Linked DNA regions of Mus musculus: regions 2, 3, 4, 5, 6 and 7 are each linked to region 1. The links are chromatin contacts, called in public ChIA-PET, HiChIP or PLAC-seq and promoter capture Hi-C maps. All regions are on one chromosome and are shown on one strand. Each heading gives the region's core, a stretch centred on a gene start, on an enhancer-like site or on the middle of the called end of the contact. The rest is flanking DNA. Distances are from core to core; before and after follow the strand shown.

What was found. Promoter capture Hi-C pulls out the DNA fragments that hold promoters and counts their contacts. ChIA-PET counts read pairs in DNA pulled down with a chosen protein or histone mark. HiChIP or PLAC-seq counts read pairs in DNA pulled down with a chosen protein or histone mark. Capture Hi-C pulls out chosen DNA fragments and counts their contacts.
Region 2: a promoter capture Hi-C map of the 3T3-L1 cell line shows a contact between it and region 1, with 3 times the contacts expected there. The contact joins the enhancer-like site here to the promoter of Sun2 in region 1. A contact is called at or near these places in 2 of 39 promoter capture datasets (the 3T3-L1 cell line and liver), 3 of 484 Hi-C or Micro-C datasets (embryonic stem cells and palatal mesenchyme), 2 of 115 datasets of contacts at active chromatin or transcription factors (astrocytes and pancreatic cancer cells) and 1 of 9 other capture datasets (liver).
Region 3: a contact with region 1 is called in a FOXA1 HiChIP or PLAC-seq map of pancreatic cancer cells. The contact joins the promoter of Pla2g6 here to the promoter of Sun2 in region 1. A contact is called at or near these places in 1 of 39 promoter capture datasets (erythroid cells), 2 of 115 datasets of contacts at active chromatin or transcription factors (double positive thymocytes and pancreatic cancer cells) and 2 of 9 other capture datasets (adipose tissue and liver).
Region 4: a contact with region 1 is called in an RNA polymerase II ChIA-PET map of memory CD8 T cells, with 78 read pairs. The contact joins the promoter of Maff here to the promoter of Sun2 in region 1. A contact is called at or near these places in 1 of 39 promoter capture datasets (erythroid cells) and 3 of 115 datasets of contacts at active chromatin or transcription factors (effector CD8 T cells, memory CD8 T cells and pancreatic cancer cells).
Region 5: an H3K27ac HiChIP or PLAC-seq map of the HPC-7 cell line shows a contact between it and region 1, with 7 times the contacts expected there. The contact joins the enhancer-like site here to the promoter of Sun2 in region 1. A contact is called at or near these places in 3 of 115 datasets of contacts at active chromatin or transcription factors (the HPC-7 cell line, embryonic basal ganglia and pancreatic cancer cells) and 2 of 9 other capture datasets (embryonic stem cells and macrophages).
Region 6: a contact with region 1 is called in an RNA polymerase II ChIA-PET map of memory CD8 T cells, with 17 read pairs. The contact joins the promoter of Tmem184b here to the promoter of Sun2 in region 1. A contact is called at or near these places in 4 of 115 datasets of contacts at active chromatin or transcription factors (bone marrow-derived macrophages, effector CD8 T cells, memory CD8 T cells and 1 more) and 2 of 9 other capture datasets (adipose tissue and pancreatic islet).
Region 7: a promoter capture Hi-C map of adipose tissue shows a contact between it and region 1. The contact joins the promoter of Csnk1e here to the promoter of Sun2 in region 1. A contact is called at or near these places in 2 of 115 datasets of contacts at active chromatin or transcription factors (memory CD8 T cells and pancreatic cancer cells) and 1 of 9 other capture datasets (adipose tissue).

What each region holds. Positions count from the first base shown.
Region 1 is chr15:79,740,712-79,744,021 of GRCm38.p6, reverse strand. It overlaps Sun2 (Sad1 and UNC84 domain containing 2), which reads left to right and starts at 1,486. Exons shown (of 18, transcript NM_001205345.1): 1 at 1,486-1,683. It overlaps Gm16576 (predicted gene 16576), which reads right to left and starts at 1,324. Exons shown (of 4, transcript NR_045069.1): 1 at 1,111-1,324; 2 at 792-939.
Region 2 is chr15:80,217,599-80,220,908 of GRCm38.p6, reverse strand. No RefSeq gene overlaps it. Among named protein-coding and RNA genes, the nearest start is that of Gm46521, 6.3 kb to the left of the region's middle. Within about 2 kb of position 1,473, at least 161 of the 459 cell types and tissues checked have an H3K27ac peak or open chromatin away from gene starts, as enhancers often do. A contact at or near this core is called in embryonic stem cells and pancreatic cancer cells, where this site is marked.
Region 3 is chr15:79,326,893-79,330,202 of GRCm38.p6, reverse strand. Pla2g6 (phospholipase A2, group VI) reads left to right here and starts at 1,832. Exons shown (of 17, transcript NM_001199023.1): 1 at 1,832-2,568.
Region 4 is chr15:79,345,869-79,349,178 of GRCm38.p6, reverse strand. Maff (v-maf musculoaponeurotic fibrosarcoma oncogene family, protein F (avian)) reads right to left here and starts at 1,659. Exons shown (of 3, transcript NM_010755.4): 1 at 1,425-1,659.
Region 5 is chr15:80,115,006-80,118,315 of GRCm38.p6, reverse strand. Syngr1 (synaptogyrin 1) reads right to left here. Exons shown (of 4, transcript NM_207708.1): 4 at 1-2,461. The coding sequence ends at 2,240. Among named protein-coding and RNA genes, the nearest start is that of Tab1, 16 kb to the left of the region's middle. Within about 2 kb of position 1,730, at least 58 of the 459 cell types and tissues checked have an H3K27ac peak or open chromatin away from gene starts, as enhancers often do. A contact at or near this core is called in the HPC-7 cell line and embryonic stem cells, where this site is marked.
Region 6 is chr15:79,401,446-79,404,755 of GRCm38.p6, reverse strand. It overlaps Tmem184b (transmembrane protein 184b), which reads left to right and starts at 1,453. Exons shown (of 9, transcript NM_172608.1): 1 at 1,453-1,571.
Region 7 is chr15:79,440,577-79,443,886 of GRCm38.p6, reverse strand. Csnk1e (casein kinase 1, epsilon) reads left to right here and starts at 1,830. Exons shown (of 11, transcript NM_013767.6): 1 at 1,830-1,959.

The DNA of each region.
Region 1 (3,310 bases), core at 237-2,736:
GTGTGCTCCACCTCAGAGCTATAAGATGGGGAAGGCACTACCCGCGGCAAAAATAAATAAATAAATTTAAAAATGGAGGACCATAAAGTCTGAATGTGGCCCTACTCTTGAGGTCAAGGTTGTTCCCCTCTGTAATCTTATCTAATAAAAATAAATTAAATAAAATAAAGTTAAAAAAAGAAGAAGGAAAAGGAGAAGAAGAAGAAGATAGTTAGCATAATTGTCCAAAGATACTGTAAGGGTAGACAGCATCTCATTTCCAGATGGGACAATGGAGGTCTAGAAAGGGGATCTGGTTTTATTTGGCAGTGGAACCAATCCAAAATGAGGGTGTGTGTATTTCCTCAGTTTCCTACTGCCTTTGGATACCAGCTTTTTTTTTTTTTTTTTTTTTTCTTTTCGAGACAGGCTTTCTCTGTATAGCCCTGGCTGTCCTGGAACTCACTCTGTAGACCAGGCTGGCCTCAAACTCAGAAATCTGCCTGCCTCTGCCTCCCCAGTGCTGGGATTAAAGGCGTGAACCACCACTGTCTTTCTTGTCCCAGTTCCCCCCACCCCCTTGGCATTTTAAAGTGAAGGACACCGGATCTCATCATCCTTAGAAGATATTGAACAGAAGTGGTTTATCCCCAGTCGCACTCCTTTATCTTCTGGGGGCGGGGTGTGTGTGTGTTTGAGAGAGAGAGAGAGAGAGAGAGAGAGATGGGGTGGTGGTGGGAGGGGACAGGTCCGTGGAGTCAGGAACTCATCCCAGGGGGAGGAAAGTAGGAGAACCGTGTTGCCAGCCCTACCTTCTCTTGCAACCAGCTGTGGATGGAGCCTTCTTTAAAACAGAAAAGCTGCTGTCAAACTTGGGGTTTCTGACTGGACATGGTGGTGCACTCTTATCTCAGCACCTGGGAGGCAGAGGGGTAGGTGGATCTCCGTGACAGTAAAATCCTGTCTTGGAAAAACAAAAACAACAACAAAAATAGGTGGTGCGGGAAGATGGGTATCCTGCCCACCTTGGAATTTAAAATTCAACCTTAAAATTAAATAGTATTAATCTTCTAGACTCAACTTCCCCTCTGGGTGGGTTCTTTATAAGAAACAAAAAAAACTTCCACGGACCTGTTTCCCTCGTCTTTAAAATGGGCAGACACGGCTGACGCTGGTAAGCGTCCAAACCACCCGCGCGGGGCCGCGTCAGGACCCTATCCTGGGGCCAATTTCATGACACCCTGTGTGCTCCCGCACCTAAAGCCTTTAGAGCTCCGGCGCCGCGCGCGCGTGGGCACGGATGCGCGAGGGAACGCTCGGGTCCCACAGCCTGGAGGTCGTACTCGCCCCCGCCTCCCACGCGCGGACTACAGGGCCCACGCGGAGGGCGGGCCGAGCCGGAGCCTTTGTGTTCAAATCAACCAATGGGCGGCGGCAGAGGGCGGGGCGGGCCGGCTGGGCCCGGCCAATGACTTGTGGGCTGTCAGCGTTGATTGACAGGCGCACACATACACACTCGGCCACGCGCGCACCGCCCTGCCCCACTCGCGCAGCGCGGTCCTCTGCCGGCCGCATTGTCCGCTCACCGACCCCGCGCCGTCCCGCGTCTCCGCTCCGCGCGCGTTTCAGCCCCAGCCCCGGGCCCGGCCCGGCCCAGTGCGCGGCGCCGCCCGGGGGACTCCGACGCGGGAAGAACCACGCAAGGTAAAGAAGGGATTGGGCCCGCCTCCCCACGGCCCCGCGCCCGCCTGACCCGGGTCGCCGTCCGGCCAAAGCGCGGGCCTGCGCCTCCCTGTCCGGCCAGGCCGGGCCACTCCAGCCCCTGCGCGACGCACGCCCCGGGACACTCGCGGGCCGGCGCCCTGACGCATCGCGGTCACGGGGAGGGCGCTGTCCCCAGGCGGGACTTCCCCAGCAGCCTCCGGGGAGGAGGGCAGCCAAGACCCAGCCGCCCCAAACCGGACCAGGGCTGTGCCACAGGCCGAGTCCTGGCACTGGAAGTTCTCAGCCTGCGCCACCGCTGCCTGTCACAGTTATGGGGTACGGGGGAGGGCCCTTTTAGCTCAGTTCCAAAACAGCCAAACCCAACCAAAACAAAACAAAGCCAGCGCGCTCCGGGGTGTGACTTAGAGCCAGGACAGAGGGTGAGCGCCTGGAGCACTTTTTTGTGTCCCAGGGGAAATGGAGTGGAAATGTCACGTATAATATTCCCCAGGATAGGGGAATCTTCGGGACCAAGGCTCTGCAGTAGGAAAGTATGTTTTATTTGAGGGTTTTGTAACTAATGGCGGGATGGAGGAGTGTCTATCTCAGCGGCTCCCCACGGTAGACCTTTGTCATCTTGTGTAATCTGGATGGCCGCTGTGGCAAACTATTTTGTGACAACAGGATGAATATGAAAGATAAAGATAAGGTCCACACCGCTCTGGGAGTGCTGGGAGGTGGCACACGGGGCAGTGTTCGGTGCCCCACCTCTCCACCTACTCAGAACGTTTAGATTCTTGCAACAGCGGCGTGGGCACTGTATAAACATGTTACACTCTTTTCCCCCCTGGCAAAGGCTTCATGTGCTACAGCGGGGCAGGGGTTAAGAGGTGGAGCATATGGGCATCTGGAGCTGTCAGGTGGGGGTGGCAGTCATGGGGGGAACTACCTTATAAGGACTGGAATACAACCCAGGACCAAGGCAACTTCCTGCTTTGGCTACTACCACTTGGTCCCTTTACCAACACCAGTCGAAGAGAGTGAGAGATGCCAGATGGGCATCCCACCTGGGAAGATGCCAGTTAGCCCAGACAGGAGGCTACTTGTCTTTCTAGCTGGATGAACCTGACCTTCTGGTTTCTGTGGTCTGGGTTTGGGTGTTTCCCACCATGCGAGGTCACTATCCACCAGGAATAGCAGAAACAATACTAAGTCACAAGTACCAGGAACTCATTTTGGATGGGTTTGGGATCTAAAGTTTTGTAATCCTGCTAGCCCAGGCTCGGTGAGATTCCTGGGTTGATATTCTGAGATTTGAAGCTGGGTCCCGTGCCTGAAAGATTTGTTTATCTTCACTTGTTGTTTTCACCTTGGTCTTCTTATCAGTTTCACTCCACCCCATGTGGTGACTGTAACTGTTCTATAGGCTAGACTGACTGCAAGACCACACAACAGCTCCACCTCCTGCCTTACTTCTGTTAACAAATATTGGTTGTGTAACTGCTATGTAACCACGCAGTTTACAGCCATGTTCCAAGTGCATGCTATATGGAGCTGTAACACTCCCCAAACAAACAACTTGCAAACCTTCTGATGGAATGCAAATGTCCAGGCCCTGCAGCCTGTC
Region 2 (3,310 bases), core at 224-2,723, 480 kb before region 1:
TTAATCCCAGCAGAGGATAGGTGGATTTCTGAGTTCAAGGCCAGCCTGGTCTACAAAGTGAGTTTCAGGACAGCCAGGGCTACACAAAGAAACCCTGTCTCAAAAAAAAAAAAAAAAAAAAAGAGAGAGACAGAGAGAGAGATTAAAGGTTGATGCAGGGTCTTTCAAACCATATTTCTTGAGGCAGGTTTCCCACCGGACCCCAGAGCTTTCTGATTTACCTAGTCTAGCTCACTTGCTTCGGGGAATTCCTGTCTCCACTTCCTGAGGCTTACAGGTTGACCACCACACCTGCCTGGCATTTACATGAATACTGGGGATTTGAACTCTGGTCTTCGTGCTTGTACAACAAGTACTTTCTCTACTGGGTCCTCTCCCCACCCCCACCAGTGAGCTTTGAGCCCTGCCCCACTTCTTCTGCTTTCCCCAGTTAAAAGAGGGAACTCTGCATAACTTATGTAAATTTGATTTAAATGTGATTTTTGGCTACTGGGCTGGAGTGGTGCACATCTTTAGTGATCTCAGGACTCAGGAGGCAAAGGCAGGTAGATCTGTAAGTTTGAGGCCAGCCTGGTCTAAAGAGAAACCTGTCTCAATAGACAGACAAAAAGTTTCAAAAATTAAATAATGTGTGCCAAGCATGGTGGTGTAGATGTGAGTGTGTGTGAATGTGTGTGTGTGTGTGTGTGTGTGTGTGTGTGTGTGAGTGTGGGGGTGGGGATAGGGAGGTGTACTGTTGGTATTGGTGTTGTCTTAGTATTTACCCCTGGTTGTCTCGGAACTCAATGTGTAGGCTAAACTGGCCTTGAATTCACAGAGATCTGACTGCTTTTCTCTCTGCCTCCTGAGTGCTGGGATTAAAGGTGTGTAATACCGTATCTGAGTGTTTCTTTTTTCTTTGTAGGTTTTTTGTTTGGTTATTTTTGGGGTTTTGTTTTGTTTTTGTTTTAGACTGGGTCACATGCAGTCCAAGCTGGCCTCATACTCCTGGGTTGTTGAGTCATATCTGTCCCAGGCACATAAAAGCCATTCCAAAACATTCCAAAAGAGTAGCTACTGTTTGTGTGTGTGTGTACCTCAGGATACCTCCCCATATCCAGCTGATGGCACTGGATAAATGAGTGGTCAAGACCAGGATGGAGAGGACAGGGAAGTAATCTCAGATGGAAGCTGAGTTCCACACTGGCCCTGCCGAGTCTCAGGAGACCTCGATGCCTTGGGACCCTTGCAACAGGCAGCTGACCAGGGAGCTGGGCGCTGAGTAGGGAGGGCTCCCTGGAGAGGTGCAACCAGCCCTACTTTGTTGGGGATTGAGATCCACAGGCAGAGCAGACAGATTTCTAGGAAGATAAGAAGGTCAGCAGGACAATGAAGAAGCGGGAAGAGGCAAAGAAAAACAGATGAGTCACAGGGGCGAAGGGAAGAAGCCCAGGGAGGAAATGCATGACCCGTGTGTCACGTATACCACATCGAAGGAGGGGGAGGGGCACAGGGGATTTTTAAACCTCCACCAAGCTCAGACTCTGCTGCCAGGCGCATGCGCGCGCGCACACACAACTGCCCACCGCAGCTGGAGACCTGTAATACACACACCCCATCTGACAGATGAGCATCCAGGAGCCGGACGTGAGCAAGGGAGGGCTGCTAGGTGCTGAGGAGACCGGACATAGACAGCTGAGGTGCCAAGGGTGACATCTTGTCCTCATTTCTTTCAGAAAACTATCTGTTCTCTTCCTTGACTAGTAAAGGCTCAACTCTGACTTTCCTAAGCGTCTAAACTGATCTGAGATTCCACCCAAGTCATCCAGATCTGCTCAGGATGGTCAACAGACCTAACGGAAGCCAACAAGATCCAAGCCCAAGAGTTTATTTTGTTTGGGGGTTTTGGTTTTTCAAGACAAGGTTTCTCCGTGTAGTCCTAGCTGTCCTGAAACTCTGACAAGCAGGCTGGCCTCAAACTCAGAAATCCACCTGCCTCTGCCTCTCAGGTGCTGGGATTAAAGGTGTGCATCACCATGCCTGGCTCAGAAAATTTTTAAAGATTTTCATTTGTATTGATTTTTCAAAACAGGGTTTCTCCTGTAGTACTTGCTATCCTGGAACTCTCTGTAGACCAGGTTGGCTTCAAACTCAGGTCCCAAGAGATGCTCCTGCCTCTGACTCCTGAGAGCTGGGATTAAAGGCACACATCACCATCACCTAGCCAAGATTTGTCTTTCTTAATCTTATGAGTATTTTGTCTGTGTCTAAGTAAGGACACTGCAAACTTGTACTGGTGCCCACAGAGACCAGAAGAGAGCTCTAGGTCCCCTGAAACTGGAGTTACACATGGCTGTGGTAACTTGTGGGTGCTGGATATCAAACTCATGTCCCCTTAGAAAGCAACCCTTGTTAAGCTCTGAGCAGTCTCTCCAGGCCCACTAGCTTTACTTTGAGAAAGATCTAGTAAGTAACAAAATCTTGGCTAACCTGGAACTCTGTATGTAGACCAGGATGGCCTCAAACTTATAACAGTGTTCCTACCTCTATCTCTCAAATGCTGAGATTATGGAAGCACACCACCGTGCCCAGCTCAAGCACAAGACTGTGTGCCTGCACAGATGTGCACACAAGCAGATGTGCACTGGTTCACATGTGCATGTAGAGGCTAAGGTCCATGTCCAGTGTCATCTTTAGTCACTTCTCTACCTTGTTTTTAATTTTTTTTATGTATATGAGTACACTGTCGCTGTCTTCAGACACACCAGAAAAGGCATCAGATCCCATTACAGACGGTTGTTAGCCACGTGGTTGCTGGGAATTGAACTCAGGACCTCTGGAAGAGCAGTCAGTGCTCTTAACTACTGAGCCATCTCTCCAGCCCTCCACCTTATTTATTTATTCATATTTGAGACAGGGTGTCTCACTGAAGCTGGAGTTCACCCATTAGCTCGACTGCCTGGCCAGCAAACTCCAGGAACCCGTCTGCCTTCCCAGTCCTAGGGATGCTAGATATGTGCCACTGAGCCTAGCTTGTTTGTTTCTGTGGCCCTGATCCCTGGACTCCAGGTACTTTACCAACCAAGCCATCTTCCAAGTCTCCAGGCGCAGGGCTGTTAGGGAAAAGAACCTGTTCCTTCTGTCTGAAGAAAAGAGAAAGTGAAGCTGGGAGCTGTTGCAACCATCTCAGAAGCTCGAAGACTAACGGTACAGGGACAGCTCGCAAAGTCGAGGCCAGTGAGCTATGGAGCCGGATGGCATTGCACTGACAAATGGCCGGTACGTCAAGCTGCGAGGTCACCAACACCACCTGACGCTTGACTGTCAGCAA
Region 3 (3,310 bases), core at 583-3,082, 410 kb after region 1:
GGTTGCTCTGGTTGCTTGGCAACTGGCTATTTGTGTCTGTGGAGAGACTAAGAAGAGCATCAGGACAGAGAACAGCCTGGGGAGATCTCGCTAGGCCCCTAGCTCAAGGCTCATTTAAGAAAGTAAAGGTTCGGGGCTGGAGAGATGGCTCAGCGGTTAAGGACACTGACTCCGCTTCCAGAGGTCCTGAGTTCAATTCCCAGCAACCACATGGTGGCTCACAACCATCTGTAATGAGATTTGATGCCCTCTTCTGGTGTGTCTTATGTCAGCTACAGTGTACTCATGTATATTAAATAAATAATTCCTTTAAAAAAAAAAAAAAAAAAAAAAAAGAAAGTAAAGGTTCAACCGAAGCTGGTAGACTGGAGATGGGGAAGAGAGCAGCTTAGTCCAAAGTAAATGAGTCACCAAACCCAGGCTCCTGGCTATTCTCCAGCAGTCCTTAAAATCAGCATTACCAACCATGTATTTATTCACTATTTATTTATTTATTTATTTATTTATTTATTTATTTATCTATTTACCTATCTATCTATCTATCTATCTATTTATTTATTTATTTATGGTATGAGTGCTCTGTGTGCATGTATGCCTGCATGCCAGGAGAGGGCACTAGATCCCATTACAGATGGTTGAGAGCTACCATGTGGTTGCTGGAATTGAACTCAGGACCTCTGGAAGAACAGCCAGTGGTCTTAACCGAGGAACCATCTCACCAGCCCCCGCGTTATTCACTTTAATTCCATCTATTGGAATTCCATGATAGTTAGGCATGAGGTCTGAGTCTTCTCAGTGACAATCACCTATTCCCAGACGCAACCGCAGCTACTTCTCAGCCTCACAGAGGTCATTCAAGTAAAATCCTACTAAAAGTGCTAAGATTCCTCCAGACATCCATTCATTTATTTATTGAGAGACAGAGTGCCAGGTTGGGATTCAACTGAACTAGTTGTGGCTGGGTTTGAACTCCTGATCCAGCATCCAAATGTTGAGATTGTACGTGTGCAATAACCACACCCAGAATTGCCTGGCATCTTGAGGTAGAGTTGGTAGGCAACAAATACAGTTTTATCACTTGCCACTAGGCTTGTTCGGGGGCTGGTTAGATACCTCAGTAGGAAAAGTGCTTGTGAAGTTGTCACAATGATCTGAGTTCGATACCCAGCACCCACGGAAAAAGGTAAATGTTTTAAACTTCAAAGCTGGGAAAGAGGAAACAAGAAGCCTCCTGGAGTTCCATAGCCAGCTAGGCTAACCCAGTGGGGGAGCTCCAGATTCAGTGGGAGACCCTATCTCAAAAAAAAAAAAAAAAAAAAAAAAAAAAAAAAAAAGCTTGTGGCACACACCAGGCAATCTGAGTTCATAGCCAGCTTGGTCTACAGAAACCCTATGTTGGCCACCACCCACCACACATATGCGCGCGCGTATTACCTCCCTCCCCACCTGAAAGTTTTTTTTATTTTGTCTTATTTCAACCTAACCGTTAATTCCATATTTTTATTTGCAATTTGGTTTGGGAGAACCTGGCAACATCAAAGCAGGCTCTTCCCGGTTATATCCTGTGGCTTTATTGATTTTCTTTCTTATTATCTTCATGTGTTGCCAGAAACAGAAAAGTTCAGAGTCCGAGCCACCCTGGATTCCTTGAGGTCGAAGGGAGCCGGGAACAGCCTCCTGCCCTTTATCAACACGTCAGCCAAACTGCCCTCACGAGAAACTTCCGCCCGCCCGAGGCATGGCCCCCATCAGCCACGCAGAATTGGCTTCAGTCAGAAGCCCGACCGCCCCCTGGCAACAGAAGCGGCTTCCATTGGGCAGTTATAGAAGATGGCGGCGCCTGACCGCGTGCGAGGTCCACGCTTGGGGTCGGGGCCACAGCCTGCCTGCGGCATGGGCTCGGTGGATTGGTGGAGAGCCGTAGTGTCGTCACGTGGGCGGGGCGCGTCAGTTTGCGGAAGTAGGAGGGCTGAGAAGTGCTGAGTAAGCCGAGGTGAGTGACGGCGCGGCGGGGGCGGGGCCTGACGGCCCTTTCCCAAACCTCCTGGTGCCCCTGTCTTGAATGTCGTCACCTGGACCCTGCTTAGGACCGGCCTCGTGTCTGCGACTCTGAGGCATGTCCTCCGTTAACTCCTATCTGGCCTCCTTGAGTGCTCCCGGCTTCTGTCCTTTCATCCCCTGGCGTCCCCAACTCCCATCCGGTGACCGCATTCTTCTCCGTTGCCGCCCTCAGTTTCCCAACTTCCAAAATCAACCCTTCTCCCAATTCATTGCCCGACTTTCACCCTGGACTGTCCACTGTCCCCAGCTCCTCTCTCTGCGCTTCTGAGTGCTCCTGGTTTTCTGCCTCATTGCCCGATTTCCCCCACGCCACCTGCTTCCTGCGTCCGTCCCTTTGTGCCCAACCCCTGAGCCCCCATTTCTAACTCCCTGCTTATCTTCTCTTGTGCCTCCGGTTTCCATTTGCTCCCCCGTGTGTTTTTCCCAGTTCTCTAGCCTCCAATCCTGGGTTCACCTCCAGCTCCCTCCGATGACCTGGAAGCTGGCGACTAGGAGCCTGTGACCCAGGTGACTGTGACTAGGGATTTGGGTGTGAGTGCGACTGGGAGGGCACAAGGGTTTATGGATCTCTGCCTGTATTTTTAATGGGCAGTTCACATGATCGCAAACAAATACCAATCCTTCCTCTAAAGTTCCCCCACCTGCCCTCTTGCCAGCCCGACAGGATTGGGCAGGTTTGGTTTGGCCTCGTTGAAGCTCCACCCTTAGACTAGTGCAGTGTTTTGTTCTGGTCTCTGCCTTCACGTGGTTCTGGAGCTTGGAGGCCATGCTCTGTTCTTGTCTGTTTTCTCACTGTGCCAGATAGGACTGAATTTTCTGCCCACATTAGTGACTGCCACGAGGCTCAGTATTTGAATGAGAAGATGTAGAAGACAAGGCTTGGTGACCAGTGTGGCCCTGTACAAGCTCCCTGCTTTGCTGTTGTTTCATAGGCAGGATGGAAAGGGCTGGGGGATAGGGAGAGAGAGGACCAAAGGGAGAGCATTCCCCTTTGTTCATGTTTTCAGTGTTTATTAATCACCCTGACAACCAGGCGCTTTTATTTCTGTTACCTTTATTCTCTGCTCCCTTTCCACTGAGCAAATATTGATGTAGCTAGCGCCCGCCCGCTGTTCCTGCTTAGCCTGGGGAAGGGAGGCCAGTGACCTCCTTTGCCAGGGTCATGCTAATACCTTTGGGGCTAGGTTTTCACTGTAGAGAGTCCCCAGTTTATTTATTTTTTTAAATTATTTTTATTTTATACATATGA
Region 4 (3,310 bases), core at 410-2,909, 400 kb after region 1:
GCATCTCAGCTTCCAGAGCGTCTTGCAGAGCTCTCCTGCCATCATACTGCAGATGGGGACCCTGGAATCCTCACAGTGGTAGCAGAACTCACTGGGCTCAAAGTTAAAATATCACTGATTCCACCCCCTAACTAGTTCAGTTGCCACCTCCTCGGACTCCAGCACCCTCGGGTGGGGGAGGGGGTAAGAGGGAAAGTCTTGAGTGGGATCACGGGGGTTCCCAGAACAGGTGTTCTCAGGCAGCGCTCCTCTCCCACATTAACCCTTCCCTCAGGAAGATCAGGGGTTAGCACTGGCTGCTGATCTTGCTGGGCATGGGTAGACTCCAGGTGTGCCAGCTGGCCCAGTATTTAAGTAGCCCTGGGGTCCAGGGTGGAAAGGGGGAGGATGACGGAGGGTGGAAGGGGCGGGAGAAAAATTCCAGACCTGGTGTGACCACCGATCGGTCTACACAGAGGTCCAGTCTAAGGAGTCCAACCTGAGGAGTGTGACAGTGGGCCTCATGCCATCCTCCTGGACCCAGCAGGTGCAGCCTCAGACACCCAGACCAACCACAGTCGCCAACAGAATAGTCCGGGAGCCTTGTGTTCTCCAATCTGTCACAAACTTTCTGGCCTTGCCTGTTTCTCCTGAGACTGGAAGAATGGGACAATCCAGGGGTGGACAGTCCATACTGAGCCGGAAAACTTGGGGCTAAGGAAGGACTCCCATGTACTAGGTTCCCAGATCCACCAGGTGGCCAGGAGAAGACTGGCTCGCTAACCTCTGCTCTATTCTAAGCTGCAGGCACCCGCGCTGGGCGAGGAACAAACACTGATGTCACATGGCTCCAGCCAGGGGAAACTCCAGAGACAACAGGGACCGGGCAGTCCCGGCTGGTGGAAAGGGGGAGGATGACGGAGGGTGGAAGGGGCGGGAGAAAAATTCCAGACCTGGTGTGACCACCGATCGGGCCACTTCCTTCGCTCGGGTCCTTATTCCGCATTTGCTCCAGTGGACACTGGTGCGCACCCACTTCAAGATACACTGGGCTAGTGTCAGTCTCCAAGGAGCGCGTGCGGCCACACACACAAACACACACCCCGAAGTACACCGTGTGCACGCAGCCCGCAGAACTCAGGACGCTCCCCAAAGAACACAGCCGCACGCACGCCACCGGGAGACGTAAACAAACCGCGCACACAAGGTGCTGGGCGCGGCTCCAGGGACTGTTCTCACCGAGTCACGTACGTGCACGCCCCGCCCCCGCCCCCGCCCCGGCTTCCTCCGGGGCCCGCGCACCGCCTCCCAGCCAGCCCCTCGGAGGCCCCTCCGGGAGCTGATGTTAAGGGGGCGCCGAAGGGGCAGGAGGACCACGCGCCGCCCAGGCAGGACCCGGAGCTCACACTTCTGGAGCTCGGTCCCCGTCCCTGACGCGTCCTTACCGCTCTCCGCCAGGCCCGGCGCTCAGTGCGTGCTTGTCGCGGCTGTCGCGGTGGCGGTCCTTGGCCGCTCTCGAGCCCCACTCCTCTCCGATCGGGACCGCAGTTCACTAGGAACCCGGCTCCGCGCAGCGCCGCTCCGAGTTTTGTTATGGGGCAGGCGGCGAAGGGGGCTGGAGCCGCGCGCAGTTGTAAGGCGAGCTTCCCGGAATTACTCACGCACAGGATTCCTTTCATTCATAAAAACCCAGTCATGCAGTGACGTCACCGCCCCAGCCGCCAGCAAGCCCCAGAGCGGCCGCCTGGAGCCGAGACCCCGCCCACGCCCGAGTGAGGCGCCGCCCCCAGTAGACCCCGCTGTAGGAGCCCACAGCCAGAGCCGCCACGGTTCTCCGTGCTGGGACTGTGTCCTCTGGATGCATTCACGTGACACCTCTGGAGAACGGCGTGGGTGGAGGTGTCATTTGCTTTGCTTTACAGTTCACTGTCTGGCCTCTTCTCTCGTCGATCTACATCCTTTGTCCGGATGACCTCATCCAGTCTCGTGGTTTTAAGTGCCTTCTCTGTACCTGTGAACCGTAGGTTTGTATTTCCGAAGCCACAGCAATTGCCTACCCCTGGTCTTCACGTGGTGTCGGCTCCATATCTTCAACCCTACCTCCACTCGCCCCAGGGACGCTTTCCCTGTGGGTCGATGTGCTTGCTTGTTACTAAACTCTGATGCCTAACGTTCAGACCCCACAACTTCCAAGGTGGAAGGAGACAATGACTCCAGAAAGCTGACCTCTGATCTCTACGTACTTAGAGCGGTGGAATGGGTCCATTCACACACAGACACATAACAAATAAGTGAATTTAAGGAAAACACAAGTTATAAGAAAAAGGTGTTCAAAAAATTTACCTCTGAACTCAAGTTCTCAATTCTAGAAAATACACAATCCTGTTCACCACCCTCCCCCACCCCCCACACACCCTTTTCCTACCTTCTAGAGAGCTGAGGCTGTGCCTGGCAAATAGTAGGTGCTCAACTAATGAAGAAATCCAGTAGACCTGTATGACAGTGAGGACCCCATGTGGCTAGATCCATCGCCCACATCCTCAGCCTAGGAGAACAGGGAGCCAGGCTTCTGCATCCACACCCTACTGCCCACAGAAGTCGATCTTTTGGTAATGGCCAAGCAATGTTGTGCAATGCTGCGTTTAGCAGTGGGGTTGGCCTTCTCACACTGTCTTTCCAGTGGCAGAGTCATGAGACGCCCCGCAAAAAATGGTATCCTGGGAGAAGAGGCTTCAGAGCTCAAGTGGCTGGAGGAGAGAATGATTTGGGATCTATCACATCTTTTTATCTTTCAGTGAGATCTTTGCCCATGTCACTGATCTTTCTGGTAAGAGGGACTGGTGGGTAGAATGAAGGTGAGAGAGCTGAGGCCTCCCTGTTGGCTGTCCTGCCAGACTGCACACTGTCACCCCCTCTACCAAACTCTGAGTCACAGGATGAAACAAGGCTACCAGACCCAGGACCCGTGAAACCTCGGAGTTCTTGCTCACTTGAGATGAAAGGGGAGACCGGTTGAGGGTGTCACTTCCATCCCCTCTGACAGCCTGCAGAGGAAGGCAGGTCAGTGTGGGCACTTGTCTGGACCCTGGCCTGCTCAGGTTACTCTTTGTTTGATAAGCTGCCTTCCTGAAAGACCTGGCCTGAGGCCACTCCCACTGCCTAAGTCTGGGACATCTTCAGCATTTAAACAGAGCAAGCCTGGAGTGTTCACACTGGTAGAAATTAAGAGACAAAAGCAGAGAAACCTGCCTTTTCTTTTCTCTTCCTTTCTTTTTTCTTCCTTCCCTCCTCCTCCTCCTCCTCCTCCTCCTCCTCCTCCTCCTCCTCCTCC
Region 5 (3,310 bases), core at 481-2,980, 370 kb before region 1:
TCCCCTGCCGTCCGTTGCTGTCCAGGGAGAAACAGATGGGCAGTCCTTGGGTGTTTAGTACCCACAGGCAGGGAAGGCTTGGGGCTGTGAGTAGCAAAGACTTTTTGTGACTTAGGGTGGCACTGCAACATTCCCATAGCCAGTCTCTCCTCTGGTCACTGTCCACCATCCCCAAGCCGTCCCTACTTGAGCCACCTGGTCGGGGGCATAGGGCTGTACACAGAGCCCTTTCCCAGGTGTGAAAAATGGAAGTCAGCAACAGCCAGCTGTCACTCAGCCGCCTGGGGCTCTCTCCCAACACTGTGACCTCCTAGCAAACTTGGAGACCCCCCCAGTCTGGATCCAACTGTAACTCTCTGTGCTCCTGGTTCTGGAAACTTCCCGAGGACTCGGAAGGGTTTGTTTCCCTTCCTGGTTTCCCCTTCTGCTCAAGAGGAGCTGCGGGGCTGCTTCTAGGCCTCTGACACCCTTGTCCCCTCCCTGACTCTTCCTCAGGCCCGTGCTCACGCAACGTTTCCCACCGTAATGGACCCTGTGCCTGTATGTTCTTCAGAGGCTCCTACAGGACAGGGACCACAGTCACCCTTGGTGACATCACACTAACACGGGTACCAGAAGAGCAAGTCTGCCCGGCAGAGCCCAGTAGGGCATGGGGTGAGGTGGTGGGGACACTCAATTGTTAAAGGGCACGGACCCGCTTCCCAGTAACCAGCTACTGTGTACTGGGCACACACAGGAGGACAGCACAGACAACCTCCCTCTGCGTCCCCTCTGTCACAGGGAGGGAAGCACCAGGTATGAAAATGCCTCCTTGTTGTCCTCTTAGGCCCCGCCCACTTTCCCTTCTGTCTTTGTGGCAACCGGCAAGCCGCTATTCACTTTCCCGTGGCTGGAAGTTTCTCAACATCTCACGCCTGCGTCATTTGGGGTCATGTGACCTGTGGCTGTGGCACTCATCTTGACCCTGTAGTTGAAAGCTCTCCCCACTGCTCCAGCCTGGAACCTTTGCTGACCCAAACAAGCAGAGAGAGGACAGTGTCCTAGGTGACACAGGGGGCGGGACCACTTGCTGGGTGGGTGGAGCCAATACATTTAGGAAGCAAGGTCATCTCTACCATTTACTCACTGGGACCTTGGGTCAGTGTCCACTACCTCCTGGCCTCCTGTCTACTCAGCCATGAGCAAAGGGCTCAGTGAGCCCTCCAAGAGCCAGGGATGGCCACCACTCCTTTGGGAAACTGCAAAGGGTGGCTGGCATACCCCAAAGGAGTTCCCTGCAGGCCATGTAGAGCACGGAGCAACACAAAGGGACAAGAGTAGGTTGAGGGAGCCCACTAGGAGAAGACCAAGACGGAGGAAGGGACTTGCATGAGGAAAGAAAGCAGCTGAGGCAGGGAAGGCCCTCGCTTTGAGGCTGATCACGGGGGTCTCACTGGACTCACGTCTTGAAGCGCTGCCCTGCCCCCACCCCCAACCCCTTCATCAAACTCGAGTAACGAGTAACGCTGAGTGGCAGAGCAGCAGAGGAAGTAAAGAAGGCTGGCAGGAGCTCTATCTGGCCCATCTTAATGTGGCCTCATCAACAGCCTGATTCAATGACCTTGAACAAAGTGTCTTGACCCTTCAGACCTCGGTTTCCTCAACCATAAAATGGAGATAACCCTGGCCATCCCAGGAGGACTGATGTCTATCAAGGATTCTGGGAATGACAGCCCACATCCTGTGACTGACCACACTCACCATGTGGCTGAGCCCCTTGCAGGCAAACTTCCCAGTATCTATCTGTCCCACCTTTCCTGTATTTGGAACAGGGCCTCCTCAGCCCCCCTTCCCCTTTCCCTCTCTCTCTTACTCTCCAGCTAAACAAAGCCTGGCATTCAGTAGGTACTCAGTGTCAAGGACACAATGAATGACTGTAACCCCTGGGCCCCACCTGTAGACCCCTGCTGGACACACACTTGCACACATATGTGGACACACCCCACCACTCCCCACCCCAGCTGGACACACACATGTGGACACACCCCACCACTCCCCACCCCTGCTGGACACACACTTGCTCACATTTATTGACACTCCCCACCCCAGCTGCACTGGGCTTCAGTGGAGTCACTTGGAGGCTGAGCATGTGCTAGGCAGAGTCACCTGGGAGGGAGCAGGGTGCTTGGGAGGGGAGCTAGGATGGAAGGGCAGGGGCAGGGTAGGCGGTCACCGTCGCCGCCATGTGGGGGAGGGGGGCTCAGTAGCCCTGCGACTGGTAGCCCTGAGGCTCAGCATCAAAGGCGTTGGCTGGATGCTGGTAGGTGCCACCCATGCCAGCAGGGTCCGACCCAGCGCTGGGCTCCACGTAGGGTGCATAAGGCATGCTGGAGTCCTGGCTGGGGTCCATGTAGTCCTGGGAGAAGAGGGCCGAGTCGGCGCCAATCTGGTACCTCTGGAAGGCTAGCACAGCCTGGCCCGCCTGGGATAGGGGCAAGCAGGGACAGGGGGCAGGTGGGAGGGACGGTTAAGGGAGAGACAGACAAGAGTATTGGGTTAGTAGAGGTTAGTTGACAGGATGCAGAGGGTTACAGACGTTCAAAGCACCGAGCTTGACCAAGGGGAAGGACTGTTCACGCGACCACCCCTCCGAAGGTCTGGGACCGTATCAGCCATCTATCAGGAGCCTCAGAAGTTACCTGCCCCATGTGTCCCAAGGCAAGACCACTCCACTGTGGAGGGTTAATATGGCCCACAGACACACAGCCTGCTCCCAAACTGTGTCCTCGGGGATGTTTTGTGAAACGGGAGAAAAGGTTGCCTAGAACAGAGAACTCTTCACAGCTTCTAAAAGCCGCCATCTTTCTGTTTCTCTTGTAGCTAGGCACAGTCACGTGGCTAACTCTCAGCCAATGAGATACAGCCATGTTCTTTGTCCCACCCCCTGATCCAATGACTGGAAAGCAGATGTGCTAGCTAGCTGGAGCTCTAGTTGCTTACACACAGCTGGGTGCAGGATGGGTAAGAGTTGGGGTCGGTAGAAGCTGGGATCACTGAGAACACCTACAGCCACTATGCAAGCCCTACACCATCTCTCCAGACTTGGAATTTGTTATTATTTGGAATGGAAATCACTGTTCACTAAAGCTAATTCTAGCTGAAACACTTGGGTCAAACTAAACAGTAAAACGTGTTTCAGGACCACAGGACTCATCAGATCCTTGACTGTTCACTACATACTGGGTCCTGTTTCTCTCAGCATACACTCTGGGAAAGGTCTGACTGCAGCCACGTACAGAGAGGGGACAAGGGAGCTGACCTCGGGGACCTA
Region 6 (3,310 bases), core at 204-2,703, 340 kb after region 1:
CTCCCCAAAGTTAATGCAACAGTCTGTTCACTAGGAAGATGGATAATAAGATAGGAAAACAATCGATACGTGTTAGAAATGAACTTTTATTAGGAGAACAGGGCACAGTGAGATGTTGACTATGGACTGCAGGTGAGGGGCTCAGCAATCTTACTCTGGGAAGGAGGTATTTGTCTCAGAACAATCCTGCTTCAGCTTCCCTAGTAAAGCCAGCCAAGCAAGACTTTGAAGACATGTCTGGGGAAACTGTAGCCCCAGCAGAGGGGACAGCAGGTGCAAAGGCATGGAAGCTGAATGCTTGTACTTGGTTGTAGGGAAAGCAAGAGGTCAGTGTTCAGGAAAAGGAGATGAGGCCAGGCATGCCTGCGGAGGGTGATGCTGGATCAAGGCTGTGCAGAGATCTGCAGATGTTGGCTTCATTTGGAATGGCATGAGGAACTAATTAAGGGTTTTGAGCAAAGTGCCATATAGTTCATCTTGGGTGGGTTCGTTTGTTTGTTTACTTTGGTGCAAAGAATTATATTGAGGGTCTGGTGAATGGTAAGCAAGCATTCCTCCAACGATTTGGATTTTTAAAGGAATCCCTGATTCTCACATTGGCACAGACCCGCCGAGGACAAGGTTGGAAAATCGGGCTAAGTAGATGCTCACAGTACCTGGGCAGAGCCTGGACATGACAGCAGTTCAGTAGTGTGGAGGTCAGAGTCTAGGGATACAGGATGTCTTGCCCAAGCTGATGGGACGAGGGGGAGAGGGAGGGCAGCACTCAAGGATAATACTAGACTTTCTGGCTTGAAGACTGGAAGCAGGGATTGGGGAATGCTGTGAAGAAGAAATGTGTGTGGAGGGGAAAGCAGCTGAGCCCGCTAAGTAAGAGGCGTCGGTAGACATTTGGAGCTGGAGATAAAAATAAACTTGGTTGCATATTACACATTTCAGTCATCTGGGTAAGACGAGGACCTCACAAATCAAAGTGGGGTAGGGGCTGGAATGACTCCTCTAGAATCGGTTCGTTAGGCTGCTAGGAATGAGGTGGGGCAGCTCCACTAGAGCAGTTTCATTTTGCATAACTATACAAAACGTTCCGTGGAAGTCCGTTCCACAGTCTCACACTCACCCTCCCTGTCTCAAACGTCAACTAGATTTCGTTTCACCTTCAGCGTTGGCATATACAAGGCTTTCAGAGAATTGAAACTCAAGCTAGCTCGCGAGTGTCCGGGACAGTCTGTATCCCGCGGGTCAGACTGTGCATCCCAGGACTGTGGTGGGTGGGACTGGACTAGGAAACCTGGGCCCTGGGTCTCTCGCGGTGCGTTTGCGAGTTGCAAGAGGACCTCACCATTCTCCTGACCCGAGATTGCGCGTGGTGCTTCGCAGCGCGCGGCCCCTTTAAGGCTCGGCGAGTGACCTCAGCGGCGCGCTCCGGCCCCGCCCCCGCCAGCGGCGTTCCTAGTGCGCAGGCGCGGCGCGGCGGTACCCGGCGGGGCTCGGGACGCGCCAGCGGCGGCCGAGATACCGGGCTGCGGCGCCGCCTGCTCCGCCTGCAGTCTCCAGCGCCATGGGCTCCTGAGGTACCCGGGCGGCGGATGCACGGGATGAACGGGGACCGGGCGGGGGCTGCACCTTGGGGAGAACTCCACTCTGGGGACTTCCCGCGGGGAGGCAGGGACTCGGAGGCCCCCAAGCGGCCCGTGGGTGTGCCCGCTTCGCCAGCGTGGCGGGGCCCTGAGTGTAACCGGACCTGCTCGTGGGGGAGTCGGGGTGGGCGGCGCGGGGCCCAGCCTCTTACCGATGGGACTGTGCGCACCGCGGTGGGTGTGCTGCAGCCTGGCACGACCGAACGGGGCGGGGAGACGTCGGTCCTCAGTGCAGTGGCTTTGACCTGGCCCGGTGGTCGGCCCTTGAGACGGTACATGCGTAAATGGGGGTGTGCGCGCGCTTTGCACACAGGTCAGTAGATTTGAAGGGGGATAGGGATCTGGGGCTCCCAGGATGCTGGGTGTTCAAAGGAACCCTAGAGATTGGTTTGGGTGTGTGGTGCCTGTTTGCCTGGGCACGCCCTTGGACACCTTGCTTGGATGCTTAGCTTGGGGCTAAGGAGCTCCAGGCAGTGGCAAAGCTAGGGAGTCTGGGGAACGGGCTCGGATTTTTAGTTTGTATCCTTTCTTGGAGGACTGTATGAGGCGGGACATCTCATCCCTCCCTCCTTGGAGGCCTTGGTGGGGCAAAGCAGGTGTCTGCCTGCCTGATACCTGGGTGTGAGGTGAAGGTCTATGTATTATTCATCTGGCTGCCAGGTGCTTTATGTAAGGAGAGAAGTAGCAATCTGTGCCCTGGAGGCAAGTGCTGCAGACTCAGCCAACACACACACACACACACACACACACACACACCCCACCAGCATCAGCAGCAGGGGGAGGTGCAGGTCTCCACGGTCTGGCTTTTTTGACAGGCTGTTTGCAGCATCCCTCTTCGTGTCAACAAGTTTGGTGGGCCCTTGGGCTCGGCACATCTGAGTATCTTGAGAGTTCTGTGCAGGGCCGGAGTTGGAACCCTTGGGTGTGGGAGCCCCAGAAGCTAGACTGGTGCTCACCCCGCACACAGATGTGAGGATCGAGGCATCGAAGAGCTCTCAGGTGCTTGGGGCAGAATCAGAATTGGAAAGAATCACAGGGATTCCAGAAACAGAAGACAAAAGACTGAGGAGTATGGAGGTGGATTCAGTGCTGGGGGGTGGGGGGTGGGGGGGATGGACAAGCCAGCAAAAAAAAAAAAAAAAAAAAAAAAAAAGGAAAAAGAAAAAAAAAGGCTTCAGTACAAAGGGACAGTCGAGCCAAAGCTGGGTGACTAACATTCCTCAGAGACTTCTTGCTTTCCATGTGTATTTTCCCAGTTTGTTCTCAGGGCAGCTGTGCCAATAATGTATCGGGCATAGATGTGGGTTAGGAAACTGAGGCAGCAGGTCAAGGCGGGTGGGGTGGGACGGGATGGGGATTAAGTGACTCCCTTGTCAGTGTGGGACTAGTAGGCTCTGGTAGCATCCTTCATCCCTGGGTCTTGCCCAAGTTGCCTTGTAACTTACTGAGCATCTACTATGCGCCCGGCTGAGGGCTGTCTCCCGGCCCTGCTGGCTCACTGCTCTCCCTGATGTCCCTGGAGTAGAACACAGAGGAACAGGATCTAATACCTTCTTCTAGAGGCTCCCAGTCTGCTGCGGAGGTGGACATAGATAGCGACCCCACTGGCCAGTGTGGGTGGTGGGGCTCTAAATACTCCCCTAAGAGCCATAGGTGACCTGGGCGTCCTTGTG
Region 7 (3,310 bases), core at 581-3,080, 300 kb after region 1:
CTGTACTCTTCTGAAGGCCTGGTGTGTGTGTGTGTGTGTGTGTGTGTGTGTGTGTGTGTGTGTGTTAGAACTGGGGACTTTTAAGACCAGCTACCCCTGGATACCCAGCAGAGAGTCTATAGCTGGAGGGTGTGGGCCTGGGAGAGGCTGCAAGTCCTGAAATGGAGGGCAGGTGACAGGATGAGGAAGGGAAGCTGGGACAGTGGACTCCAGACGGAAGATTTGTTCCAAAGGACCTGCGATGACCAAGAAGGGGAGGAGAGTGGCTTTAGGCAGCGCTGGCTGAGTTCCATCTCCAGACAGGTTCACCCTTGATCCATACCCCCGCGTGAGGGCTGAGGTACCTCCAATTCCCTTTCTGGAAACCACAGAGTGAACATCAACTCTGTCTGCTGTCCTCACTGGAGAGGGTTAAATGAGCTGAATGCCTCTCCTGGCGCTGCAGCAGAACAGGCCTACGTTTGGAAAGCTGGGCCCATGTTGGAAGGTTTGGGTGGTAACATTGCTAGGAGGACATTGATGCTTGCTGTGTTCTGCTCAGTCTTGCCAAGGCCCCACGGCCTGGGCTCTGACCACTGAGGCTGACTGCTGTCCAGACCAGCTGCCTCTGGTGAGGATTTGTGCCCTGCGTGGCCAAGGCTTCAGGAGAGAATGCGGGCCTGTCATACAAAACCTGCCAATTGTGAATCAATTGACAAACGCAAAGCCAAAAAGCACCAAGCGGGCCATGCTCAGTCCACCACCTGGGCAGAGAGAGCCAGTTGCCCGGTTTACCATCACAGAGGCCTCTGGAGGCAGCTCCTCCTCATTCTCCTGGTCTTCTGATCGGCATCCCCAGGTCCACCAGATGAACATGGCCATCTTGCTGGGCTGTGTGGGCCTGGGCAGACCTTTTGCCCTCTCTGGGCCACAGTATCCTGCCCTCCTGCCCTGTGATAGGACCTGGTCTATAGGTCTCCCAGCAATCTCCTCAGCCTCGGGGAGAAGATGCGGTTATTATGAAGTGACTCTTTCTGAGATGTGCTTCCGGGGTGATCAGAGGTACTATGTCCACAGTAACAGTTGTGTGTGTGTGTAGAGAGAGAATGTAGGTGTGTCATAAGTTGGAGCTTTGCATGACCCACTGTAAATATCATTTTAATAGCCTTGTGCTGGGACCTTCCATGGTGGAGCTGGAAGCTGGTGGGAAGCCTTCATTAACTCTCCCATGACCTGGGAAGGCTATGGTCCTTCTTCCTCGTTTGCAGTTAAGGACATTCAGGCATTGTCTGGGGGATGACTTTGTTGAATGAGCACCTCTGGGTCCCTGACTCACGTGTGAGTTCTTGGTGAGGGGCAGGGGGCTCAATGGGTGAAACTACGTTGGAATCTGAGGGACTGTCACAGTGGATCTGAACGGCAGAGGACAGAGCAAAGAAAAGTGTCTGCCTGGAGTTTTCTCTGACCACACATCCTTGGTCCTTGTCCACGCCCCTCAGTCCCTATGCTTTATTCCCAAAGCCCCTGGCCAGTGTTCTCTACAGCCTTCAGGCTACTGAGCCCTAAATCTCTTTTGCAGTGCCAGGAGTCTCAGCTGATTCTCTCGGGGGTCCCCGCAGCTTTGGCTGGAGATAGGGCAAGGCCTGAGTATAGGAAATCTTAGTTTTGTGTGCCCCTCACCCAGGGTGGCAGCGTCAGAACACGCTCTCCGGGGGCTGCGGGCCCTTTAAATCCTCCGGGGCGGCGGCGGCGGGCGGGGGATGACATCAGCGGGCGGGCCCGGGGCTCAATGGGAACCGCGGGGACGCGCGCGCGGGTAGGGAGCGCGCGAGCCGGCGGCGGGGGCGGGCGGCGGGAGGCGGCGGAGCGCGGAGCCTGAGCCCGGCCGGGCCGAGCGCAGCGCAGCGGGCCGGGGAGAGGCTGGCGCGCCCGCGGCCCGGCGAATCCTCTGGCATCCGCCCCGGCGGCCGCCCCGGCGCGGTGAGCATCGGGGGCCGGGGAAGCGGGGTTCCCTCCGCCTCTTTGTGTTTTCTTTTTGCGCGAGCGCGGGGCGGACACGCGCATCCGCGCAGGGCTGGGGGCGCCGCCCGTGAGGACAAAGGCGCGGCCGGGGACGCGGAGGGGACGGGCGCTTCGCAGGCCGCCGGGTGCACCGAGGCGGCCCCGGGTTGGGGCGGGGGACCTGCGGCAGGGGCCTGGCTGGGGTCCCGGGGGCGCTCGGGTTCCGGGCCGGCCTCGGCCCCTCCTCTGTGTCCTGGGCTCCGGGTCACCGAGGCCGTTCTCGCGTAGGGTGGGGGCGCGCGGGGGTCCTAAGTGATGGGGTGCGTGGTCACCCGGGCCACCGGCTTTGTTTTCCTTTGTGGCGAGAAGAAGGGAGGGGGTTATTTATCGCTTGGCTTCTCATTGCGGTGTGCGAGACAGCCTTGTGCTTCAAGCCTGTGAAAGCTGGGTGCCTGGGCGCCTCAGAGGCAGGGCTGCGACTTAGGCCACCCCCTCCCCCTACTTTGTCCAGAGTTTCCCCACATATTTCTTAGCATAGCCTCCCTTTGGAAAGGGGGTCTAGAGAGAGAGAGAAGGGGGTGCAGTTCCAATGAATACTTGCGTTTGGGACGCCTTTCCTAGGTTTAGGGCATTCCTTCAGTTTTTATTCTACTGATTCATTGACCAGGGTCTTGGCCCTGTGGAAGGTGGGTGGTGTGTGTGTCAGGAGGTGTGTGTGTATGGCAGGGTGACACGGGACTGCCCATGTGCCCAGCTGCTTGTAGTTGTAATTTTTCTAACCAGCTGAGAAGTCTTGACTCCTCATGGCCACCCCCCCCTTTTTTTAACTTTGTTTATTCCCCTCCCCCACCCCTCCCGTAAGGGACAGAGTGAAGAATTGGAAAGCTACTCTGATTTCCTGAAGGAGCCCCCACCCCAAAGTCAATTTCTTGGGGTGGCGGTGGAGGGGGGCTTTTAAGTGGAGGAGGGCTGGGACACGCTAGACTCCAGGGCTCTGGTCTCCAGGGTGGGGAGACCCTGGCGTTGGTAGGGTCCTTCAGGGTTGGTGATTGTGCAGAGAGCCGTGAGTGGAGAGGGGCTTGGGGGGTCATGTGCAGTGTATTTATGTAAGACTCCCAGACAGAGGGCACTGGTATTTATATAACCTGGCGTGGGTATTTATGTAATATAGGATGCAGTATATTTATGTTCCTTTCCTAACCTGTGGCTTTCCCAGATGCCATGTATGGTCTCTGAGTCGGCGTTAGTGGAAACCCGGCTTTGGGGGGGGGGGGTGTTTGTGAGTACACAGCCAGCCCCCCCTTTCCTGTAGGGATCCTAAGTGTGAGCC